2 separate regions of the Hordeum vulgare genome follow, and region 2 is linked to region 1. A link is a contact called in public Hi-C data. All regions are on one chromosome and are shown on one strand. The core of a region is the stretch at or near the end of the contact, and the rest is flanking DNA. Distances in the headings are between cores, read along the strand shown.

Evidence for each region. A called contact is a pair of places that touch in the nucleus more often than the background predicts.
Region 2: a contact with region 1 is called in a Hi-C map of seedling, with 4 times the contacts expected there. The contact joins the promoter of LOC123409644 here to the promoter of LOC123407768 in region 1. A contact is called at or near these places in 2 of 6 Hi-C or Micro-C datasets (leaf and seedling).

What each region holds. Positions count from the first base shown.
Region 1 is chr7H:568,643,364-568,648,903 of MorexV3_pseudomolecules_assembly, forward strand. It overlaps LOC123407768 (protein CHLOROPLAST IMPORT APPARATUS 2-like), which reads right to left and starts at 2,971. Exons shown (of 3, transcript XM_045100973.1): 1 at 939-2,971. The coding sequence starts at 2,090.
Region 2 is chr7H:568,898,113-568,904,041 of MorexV3_pseudomolecules_assembly, forward strand. It overlaps LOC123409644 (probable carboxylesterase 15), which reads right to left and starts at 2,743. Exons shown (of 1, transcript XM_045102501.1): 1 at 1,425-2,743. The coding sequence starts at 2,599. The coding sequence ends at 1,598.

The sequences.
Region 1 (5,540 bases), core at 1,721-4,220:
GATGCAATCCCAAAAATTGTAGAAAATACATTTGCCACTTGCTAAGGAAATCTTCAGGGAGAAAAAATCAAATTAATACAGGGTATAATATGTCATAGTAGATGTGTCTATGGGTCCAAAAGCACCAGTTTGAGCCCAACCACTCCCTATCAAAAGGAAAGATATCCGTTGCATGCCTTAATGTATTTAGTTGTCCGATGTGACACAGTTGAGATAAGCCATCACTCATTGAAAGGTTCAGCTAACGTAGAGTTGTTATAAAGCTCATTTCTCTCGTGCGTTTACTATTGTTAAGAGTATTTCCACAAAGCGGCGTGAGCAATGGACAGAGGTATCAAAATTAGTTGTTGGAGAAACAATCTTTCTTTGGTGTTCAGACTAGTGAAAAGAAGAACTTTTGATATATTTTCCCTTGTTCTGATTAAACTGATGCAAACATGTATTCATTCTGTAAGAACTTATTCCTAATATTCTTTACTGCAAATGAGCCTGAGAATCCAGGCTCACCCAAAGAAGCATTTCCTGAAGATTATGGCTCAAGGAGATACACTGTAGACCAGAATAAGATATTGGAATTTTGAGTTACAATGGGTAGTATTGCATATAAAACAAAATGAAGAATCACCACTAATAAGATACTACAATGGGACAACGTGGATCGAAGATTTGTTTTCCTTCTTCCATCTACACACTCCAAATGATTAAAAACTTGGATGTGATGCCCTGTTTTCCTTAATAATGTACTGAGAAGATGAAATTATCATATAGGAGTAGTATTTATCAAATTAGCTCTAGTGGAGGATTTTTTTTCCCTAGCAGAGACCAGCAGCTAATCAAAATTAAGTTCTAATGCAGTGCAGGCATTTCAATCGATCACTTGTGTCATTGACACATGAAGAGGAATACCAAAATTATCTAAAGAAACTATAAATTCTTACCAGCCAGTCAGCGGATGACGCATCAGGTATGTTGCCGTCAGCGAACACAGAGCCTCTGTCATACCACGCCTTGAGCACCTCCTCGGTGTTGAGGCTCAGGCCCAACCCTGTCTTGGGCGCCTTCAGTCCAAAAATCCCATCATCCCCATAAGCAGGGTCAGGAATTTCCTCCTTAAGACATGTAATGCATGGTCCGGCAGCTATGTCCTTCAACGCCTTCTTCTTAGTCTTCTTCTTTTTCTTCTCCACCGGGGGCGGCGGCGGCGCCATTGATGGAGGAGGCACTGGCATAATGTCCTTCAATGGGATGGCAGGGCACATCCACCATTCGCTGTCATCGTCCTGCCGCTTCAGTGCCTGCTTGATGTTAGACCGTGAGCGCCGGAACCCGAGCCCGAGCACCATGAGGTTTCTGATGTAGGGGTCTATGCCGGAGCTGGAGAGGACGCGGTTGATAGTCGAAGCATCGCTGCCGTTTTCCATACTGAGTTTGCCCATGATGCCGTCGATCCCCTCGGCCGCCGCGCCCTCATCGGCGCCGCCGAGGAGGAAGGAGTCTGCGTCGAAGCTGTCGTCATCATCCTCAAAGTCGAGCTCCCCGGGCCCGTCCGCGCCGGCGGCGCCGTCGGGGGTCCCCGGGGACGGCGCGGAGTCGCGGAACTCGGTGAAGGCGCTGCTGACGGCCGCCGGCGACGGGCAGGCCCTGGCGAGCACGGGGCTCCGCGGCGTGGGCGACTGCATCGGCGCGGCGTCGCGGAGGAGGCAGGCGGCGTTGCCGAGGACGGGGAAGGGCGGGAGGAGGTCGGCGCGGGAGGGGTCGTCGGCGAGCGCGGAGGCGAGGCCGAGGAGCCTCGGCGACGGCGGCGCCCTGTCCCCGGCGGGGAAGACGGAGGGGTACATGGAGGCGAGCAGCGCGGCCGCCTCGTTGTAGGTCTGGTTGAGGCGCTTCCGCGGCGTGCGCGCCCGCTTGAGCGAGAGCGAGGAGGCCGAGGAGGAGTTGGAGGCGTCGGAGAGCGCCGAGGACGCCGAGGAGTGCGCCGGCCGCAGCGGCCCCGCGCCCGGCGGCCCCACCCCGGCCCCGGCCGCCGCCGCCGCCTTGACCATGTCCAGGTCCGGCAGCCGGATGCCCGTCGGGATGCAGGACGACGCCATCGATCGGAGCGCGGGCGGGCGGGGCGGAGCCCCCTAGAGAGAAAGGGGGGAAATTTCCGGCCCCGAGGACGGGAGAAGACGGGTGGCGAGCGATCTGATTGACCGAAATCCGGGCGGGGATGAATCAATCTGGACCCGAAATGGCAGGAGGGGGAGGAGGAAATCGCTGCATAGATGCGCCGCCAGCCAGGAAAGGCCCCCCAAACCCCCACCAAACCCTCCGCAGCCAGGCAGAAAACCAGGGGGGAGGGAAGCAGAGGAAAGGGTAAAGTCCACCAAAGCGTGCGTGGAAACCGAGGGATTGTTTCTTGCCTAGAAAGACACCACCAGCCAGCGCTTGGAGGCCGCCGACGCTCTGCGGCTGAGGAGAGGGGAAGGGAGGACGGCCGGCGGGAGGAGAGAAAAGAGAAAAGAAATGGGATCCTGGTGGGAAAGGCGATGAGCAGGGCACCGAGCCGAGGGAAGCAGAGCAGGCGGGGGCAGAGGAAGGAAGCAGGGAGGGAGCAGGGCGTCACGGGCTCACGGGTTCGCCACTAGCGGCCTCGGGCAACGGGCGCGGCTCATCAATCAATCCAAAGATAATCAAGAGCCCACACGCTCTCCGTCTGCTGCCTCGCTGCCGTTTCCTTTTTTCTTTCCTTCTTCTTTTTTGTTTTTGGATCGAGCGTAGGAGATCGATCGCAAGCGAAGAGGAAGAGGAGGAGGAGGAGGAAGAAGAACCAACGGGAGCGGTACAAAACCCGGGAGCGGTCAGGGGTGCTGGACGGGCCGGGGACATGCGAGGCGTTGGACTGGACGGACGGACGGACGGAGAAAACACAGAAGCGGAGGCGGCGGTGGAGCAATCAAATCAATCGCTCATCAAACCAGCGGATGCGTTACGCCGGCAGGCGGCTGCAGTAAGATACTACTACTGGTACTAGTACCAGTAGGGTCACCGTCAGGCCCTAGCGATCGAGACGAGAAACGAGACACGGAATCGGAAGAAAAGAAGAGAAAAGAAAAGGATGTTAATTATAACCCTAATAGTAGTATAACCTAACGAACAGTCGTCCGTTGGTTGGTTGGGACGCGGACGGAGCTGGGCGGCTCGCTTTCGCTTGTCCCTGTCTTGCTCCACCTCTTCCTTGCGGGCCCTACCTACCTGCGCACCACGACACTTCTCCTGTGTAGGTGTAGCAGTAGCACCGTGGGGCTGAGCTCTCACGTGTCGTGCGAGGTTTCCTCGAGAGGAACGGGGCTTGTGTGGGTGCGGCGTGGGGACTGGCACTACCGCTACGTATTCCACGCACGTACACGTGTGGGCGCGCCGGTCGTCGTCCTAGCTAACCGGTGGACTCACATTGTGCTAGTACTGCTATGCTATCTCGCGCGCCCACGCACGTACGCACACGTGTAACCTTGACCGCGGCGTAGAGATGGTGACCATGTGACGTGTTTGTAATTTTGTAGTACCATGGATGTGTCTGTTTTAACCCTTCGTTAATTAAGGATAGTAAAACTGAGCCTAAACTGAGCTCAATCAGCGATTTGCGACTCTGGCCGTTCGTTTTCACGATCTAGCAGTTTCTGTCCGTCGGATCTGAATGCTCTCCACCGCATGGGCTAACTATAAAGATTAGTGGCCCACCTATCCTAGGGGCTGCTACTCCAGTAGCCAAAACTGAGCCCTCTGGTAAATTGGACCACGTCTCGCCTTGCGACTCTGGTCGTTCGTTTTCACGATCTAGCAGTTTCTGTCCGTCGAATCTGAATGCTCTCCACCGCATGGGCTAACTATAAAGATTAGTGGCCCAGCTATCCTAGGGGATGCTACTCCAGTAGCCAAAACTGAGCCCTCTGGTAAATTGGACCACGTCTCGCCTTGAGACTCTGGTCGTTCGTTTTCACGACCTAGCAGTTTTTGTCCGTCGGATCTGAATGCTCTCTACCGCATGGGCTAACTATAAAGATTAGTGGCCCACCTATCCTAGGGGATGCTACTCCAGTAGCCAAAACTGAGCCCTCTGGTAAATTGGACCACGTCTCGCCTTGCGACTCTGGTCGTTCGTTTTCACGATCTAGCAGTTTCTGTCCGTCGGATCTGAATGCTCTCCACCGCATGGGCTAACTATAAAGATTAGTGGCTCAGCTATCCTAGGGGCTGCTACTCCAGTAGCCAAAATTGAGCCCTCTGGTAAATTGGACCACGTCTCGCCTTGAGACTCTGGTCGTTCGTTTTCACGACCTAGCAGTTTTTGTCCGTCGGATCTGAATGCTTTCTACCGCATGGGCTAACTATAAAGATTAGTGGCCCACCTATCCTAGGGGATGCTACTCCAGTAGCCAAAACTGAGCCCTCTGGTAAATTGGACCACGTCTCGCCTTGCGACTCTGGTCGTTCGTTTTCACGATCTAGCAGTTTCTGTCCGTCGGATCTGAATGCTCTCCACCGCATGGGCTAACTATAAAGATTAGTGGCCCAGCTATCCTAGGGGCTGCTACTCCAGTAGCCAAAACTGAGCCCTCTGGTAAATTGGACCACATCTCGCCTTGCGACTCTGGTCGTTCGTTTTCACGATCTAGCAGTTTCTGTCCGTCGGATCTGAATGCTCTCCACCGCATGGGCTAACTATAAAGATTAGTGGCCCAGCTGTCCTAGGGGATGCTACTCCAGTAGCCAAAACTGAGCCCTCTGGTAAATTGGACCACGTCTCGCCTTGCGACTCTGGTCGTTCGTTTTCACGATCTAGCAGTTTCTGTCCGTCGGATCTGAATGCTCTCCACCGCATGGGCTAACTATAAAGATTAGTGGCCCAGCTATCCTAGGGGCTGCTACTCCAGTAGCCAAAACTGAGCCCTCTGGTAAATTGGACCACATCTCGCCTTGCGACTCTGGTCGTTCGTTTTCACGATCTAGCAGTTTCTGTCCGTCGGATCTGAATGCTCTCCACCGCATGGGCTAACTATAAAGATTAGTGGCCCAGCTGTCCTAGGGGCTGCTACTCCAGGAGCCAAAACTGAGCCCTCTGGTAAATTGGACCACGTCTCGCCGCCGAGATCACTAACCAAATACAACCCAGCCCACCACCACTTCTTGAGGACTCCAGGAGCCACCCCTAAAAGAACATCTCCAGGAGTCGCGTCGCCTTCCTTGTCATCCAAGCCGGCGACCCTCGATCTCCCACGAGGGCACAACTACCTCGACCCCGTCGACTCCTTCCTCCCACGCCGCCGCCGCTCCCCACCAATTTCGCTGCCTCTAGTCGCTCCTCCATGCGCCGGCCCTCCTCTTTGCCCTAGCCACGGGCGCTGCCACGCTCCAATGCGGGATCGCGGCACCTTCCCAGATGCGGGGAGGACTCACATCCCATGGTGACGGCGGCCTGGACCTCCTCCCACTCTGCTCCTTCCCCCTGTTACTAGTCTGCTCCCCCTCCCTTGCTCCATGAATGGATTTTCTTAAAACCT
Region 2 (5,929 bases), core at 1,493-3,992, 250 kb after region 1:
ACCACTGACATCTTCGTTATCGACGGGAACGTCTCCTCCCACTGAAAACACATCGTCGAAAGACCTGAATTAAATTTATAAAAATGCAAGCACCAACGTCAAATTTCGGACTTGAACTTTGACGGGTAAGGGATACAATAGTCGTTCTAACCATCCAACCACATGTTTGTTTGCAATAATGAAGGGTGTTGATAAGCAAGATATGATTATCTTTTAAAAAAGGAAAAAGTCTAAAACAAACCTTGAAGTTATAGACGAAAGCTAGATCAAACCCTGAACTTTGAATCCCTGAAATTGGTACTCCGAACTTGTAATCCCGGTCTATTTTAAACCCTAGACCCGTTTGGCACACAGGGATTCTGGCAATACCACAATCCCGACCGGGATAACCTGCTAGGCTGCTACTCTTATAGACAAAAATTGGACCGGCCCACTAACAAAAAAAATTACGAAGTTTAAAAAAAGTTCGCACATTTTTAAAATTGTTCAGAAGTTAAAAATATTTATGTTTTCTATTTTTGTCACAAATTATATGTCTTTTTTGTTTCAAAAAATGTTTGGTTTTTTTTTAATTCTATTCGTATTTTTAATTCTATTCGTATTTTTAATGCTATTCGTATTGGTCCAACATGCATTTTATAAATTTGTAGGAGCATAATCCTAGCGCCAAACATTCAAAGTTTATTGTTATTTATACCTCAAAAAAAATATCAATTTTATAAAATGTTTATTGTTATTTATAAAATTTAAAATATTTATTTAGAAAAATATTACCATGTATTTTTTTTGTAAGATGTACTTTTAAAATGTACATAATGTGTTGAAAAATATTGGAAGTTTATCAAAAATATACATATGTGTTAAAAAATATTCCATCCATTTCATAATATAAGTGTTTTTAGATATTCCACTAGAGGACTAAATACGGATGTATATAGACATATTTTAAAGTGTAGATTCACTCATTTTGGTCCGTATGTAGTCCCCTAGTGAAATCGCTTAAAAGACTTATATTTAGGAACGAAGGGAGTACATTGGATACTGAAAAAAATATATACACATGTGGAGAAGAAAAAGAAAATGAAAAAACAAAAAAAAACAGAGCAGAGGGTGCGCGTGCGCAACTGCGCTAACGGGCCCGGCCCAATTCAGCAAATCCCGGCTAAGTTCTGTCAAGATTTAATGGGTCCGGATCAATGAGTTCGGTGTGCTGATTTCAGGGATTCAAAGTTTAGGGTTTGATTTAATTTTCGTCTATAACTTTAAAGTTTGTTTTGGACTTTTTTCCTTTAAAAAAATAACCGACGAACACGTAGCACGTCCTATTAAATTTTGACGCAAAATAAAAAGTCGTCTGATAAATCCGAACGGAGGCAGTGGCAATCAAACGAGAATCTGCAACGGAAACCACGACAACGGCAATGTGACAAAATCGTTGCGATTATTGTGGGCAGGAGGAGATAAGGGAGCACACAGAAAATGTAGACGACACGACGCAGAAATAATAACCTCCACAATTCCTCTAAAGAAAAAAAAGATAACCTCCACGCTCAACAGCGAGTCCTCCCACGCACGACAGCCACTCGGTCCTCCTGTCTCAGCAGGCTGCTTCCGTGGCCATGAACCGCCTGATGATCCGGACGAGCTCGCCGGTGGCCGCTGACGTGGGCTTCACCCCGAAGAACGCGTGCTCCTCGCCGGCGAACACGACGAGCTCGACGTCATCGTTCTCCTTGCCCCGCGCCGCCCTCAGCCGCTCCGCGTACTCCACGTTCTTGTCCCTCAGCAGGTCGCCCTCCGCGGCCACGACGAGCACGCGGCCGGCGTCCATCGTCTCAAGGCTTGGGCTGTCCGGCCCGAGCGGGTTCATCAGCGGGTGGTCCTTGTTCGCTCCGGCGGGCAGGAAGAGGCGGCAGTACCTGTCGCAGGTTTCCCTAGTCAGGAACGCCGTCGCCGTTGAGTCAAGCTCGGACTGCGTCGGCTGCTCCGAGCAGAATGCCGGCATGAGCAGGATGTACCCCTCGATCCTCATCGGGTCCAGCCCTGCCTTGCCGAAACGGAAGGCAAGGTGGTGCGCGATGTTGCCACCGGCAGACTCGCCAGAGACGAACACCTTGCGTGGGTCGGCCGCGTCGGCGAGCCACGGGTCCGAAGCGAGCTCGTTGCGTAGCCAGAGGAGGGCCGCGGCGGCGTCCTCGTGGGCAGCGGGGAGGTGGTGTTCAGGGGCGAGGCGGTAGTCGAAGGAGAGCACAACGGCGGGGAGCTCGGCGGCGAGGCGGAGGCAGCCGGCGTGGAAGTTGGGCCACGTGCAGGAGCCAATGCAGAAGCCCCCGCCGTGGAAGTAGACGAGCACGGGGAGCTTGTTGCCCTCCTCACCGGCATTCGTCGTCGGCTTGTACATACGAAGGCCGAGGCCGAGGCCGGTGTCGTACACGGCGTCCTTCCACTCGACGCCGTCGTGGTCGTTATATTCGGCGTTGCAGATAGGGAAGGGCAAGGCCGTAGAGCGCACGATTGTACCGTCGCTGAGAAGCTGCAGCACCCCGCGGCAATCCTCGACGACGTAGGGCTGTGCGGTCGGATCCGCTAAGAACGCCATTGTTGAAGACGAAGAACTATCGAGTGATTGCGAAGCGCACAGCCTTCGGCCTCGGGCTGCACCTATATATATTCAGTTTGGGGGCATATACGTTGCCTCTGTCCCAAAATAACTGTCTCAACCTTAGTATAACTTTATATTAGATCTAACTAGCAAAACGGTCCGTGCGTTGCAACGGAAAAAAAATATCACAATTTTCAACGGTCATAACCACATTTTGCTGCATCATCAAAATACATTATCACTCTATTTTTTGTGAAATCATGATTTTTTTAAAAATATTTGAAATTATGAAAAAAATTCAAGTTCGCAAACATTTTCTAAAATCAGGAATATATTTTTACATTCATGAACATTTTAGACTATTTGCTATTTTTCTTGAATCGGCGAACATATCAGAGTCGACACACATAATAAATCTAAAATTTGCAACGTCTACATTTTCATATATAATTTATATGCAAGAAAGCTGCATATAATATAAATAACATGTTACGTCTAATGTGGATCTCAGTGACTTCTCATTGCTCAAGCAAAAAACAATCACCATTATTTAGTCACTTGTATTTCAAAACACATTATTTAAATCTAATGTGGATTTTAATGCTTTCTCATTGCTCAAGCAAAAAAATCACCATTGTTTAGTCACTTGTACTTCAAAACACATTATTTCACTTGAAAGATGGACAATTATCCATGATGAAAGTGTCATTATGACATGAATATACAACACAACAGAAGCAAATTTCCTAAACTTGCTACTAATTTTATTAGTTTTACACAATTGGAATACTCAGCAGATGTTTGGTTTATTCTCAGTTAAATTGGGAGAAATATCCAATGAAATTTGATGGAGAAAAATGAGGATATGTGATCCAATGACAGTCTGCTCGTCCGAGCTCTTGGTGGAATTTACTATCATGGCATAGTTATGAATTTGATAACAATATATTCTGCGAGTTGCTACGAAAAATCTATGAAGACAAACTACCAACAACACGTTCAAATCTAGAAGAAAACTGAAAAACTTGAGGGACAAAACAAAAAGTTAATGTTGACAGCAATACTCCTCTAAATGGCATATACTATCAGACTTTGTTTTGTACTGAAATTTTAGTCATCAAAACCTGAAAAGTAGTACAATCAAGAAAAAAAAGGTGAAAGAGATACTGAAATTAGAAAGCAAAAATAATAAGGGAGAAAAGGCAGCAACATGGATCGAACTCGGGTCTCCCAGATGAAAGAGCATGACCTAAACTAGTAGGATGCTCGCATGACTGTAATATGTTCAGGGATTGTTCCTTATTGAAGATGGACGAACGCCTGACTTTAAAAGAAAGAAGAAAACGAACCGTTTTTCTCACTTACCGGTGGCATATGGGCGTAATTCCTGCGAACTCTAGGAGCAAATCAACGACGGACGACAGAAGCATTGCGTGCTTTATTATATATAGCAAAAAAGGCCCGTGCGTTGCAACGAGGGGGAAAATTCATAATCTCCAATTGTGATAATCACATTATGCTCTTAAAATTTTAGGACATTTCTTGAAATGCATGAACATTATTTGAATTATGATGAAAATGGCAAAGTATGTTTTGTTAATTAATGATAGCATATGCATAAGAACATTATTTTTATCTTGCTGATATATGTGTTTGCATTTGTAATCTATAAGTAAAGTCTTAATTTGGTTGCAAACATGTTAGACATCTTCATCGAAAATAATCAATTTGTAAGTACATGCATACCAAATGTTCGAGGTTGCGTATGAATATCGATATTCTTAAAAAAAATAATTAGCAAAACAGTTTATATATATATGAAAAATCAAAGCTAAGCCATTTGTTTACGTAAAGCTTGTATAAACAACATTGTATATTTTTATACATTAGAATCATTTTTTTGCGTGTGACATCAGAAACATTATTGAGTTTTGATGTCTAATTTTTTAATACACATTTTACATATTTTGTATGCATCATGAACATTTTTTCTATACATGTTTTACATTATTCAAATACACGATTAACATTTTTGAAAAGTTCTATTTTTTATGTCTACTTTGTTCCATACACATTATATATTTTTGTATATGTTTTCTTATACACCGGAAACATTTTTCTATGCACATTTAAAGTTTTTTAAATACATGATTAATATTTTTCAAAATAAAAGAAAAATATACTCCATCCGGAAACTAATATAAGAGCGTTTAGATCACTATTTTAGTTATCTAAACACTTTTATATTAGTTTACAAAGGGAGTATTATTTATTGTCCATACGCACTGTACATTTATATATATATATGGAAACATTTTTGTCTATAAATTTGATATTTCTTGAATCTATGATTAACATTTGTGCAAAGTTTATCGAAATAAAGGCAAAAGAGAAAAAAAATTAGAAAAAATGCGAAATAGAAGAACAAAAAGGGGTTTTGTCCGTTGTCGTGGGTATAAGTCTGAGAGTAGATGTGTAGGGTACGAAAGGATGGGCAGAGCCTTAGCTACGGCGAGGTTGTATGAGTTCAGGCCCCTCTACGGTGGAGGTAAAAGCCCTACGTCTCAGTGCTATTGGGAGCTTGTTGTCGAGTGGAATATGGATTACAGTGAATTGCTAACCCCTGCACCAGTGGGGAAGGACGGCTTATATAGAGTGCGCTGTCCTTCACAACGGTTCGGTGCGCAGGGGTGGATTAGTGGCGAATAAATGCCTACGTTACAGGTAACGTATGTCTTAAATGCTAATAAAGGTACGTGGAAACGTATGACCGTTGCCCTCCAGGGGGGTTACGATGTACAGAGTGAAATCCAGTCGGTAAGTTTGATATGCTCCGAATGCTCATCTCCGACTGGATGATGGAGGAATTGTCACCGACTGGATGATGGGAAGTCCTTAATTCAGTCGGAACTGACTAAGGGCCTTATCCCTTATGAAGGGTAGTCCTTGGGTAGGACCTATAGGGCAGATCTATGACCCTACCCTAGGACAATAACCCCATCATTAGTCCCCGAATGGATTGGGGTTGGAACGACGAAGCGATGCTTGAAGTACGGATCCGACTGGTATGGGCGCGACTTTAGCGTTGTTTGCCTCGATCCATTTTATTCTCTTGACCAGTGATCCGAGTGGATGTATTTGTGAAACGAACCGTCAGGGACCGAGTGCTTCCGTGGTATCTTTTGACGTGACCAGTCAACTGACATCGGCGGATTTTCCGGGATCCTCAAATTTCGGTTGCCGCGCGTCGAGCGGGGATGACGACATCGTAATCGAGTAGTATCTGCCGCCTCATTTTCCACGCCTTTATCTCCTCCACTAATATCG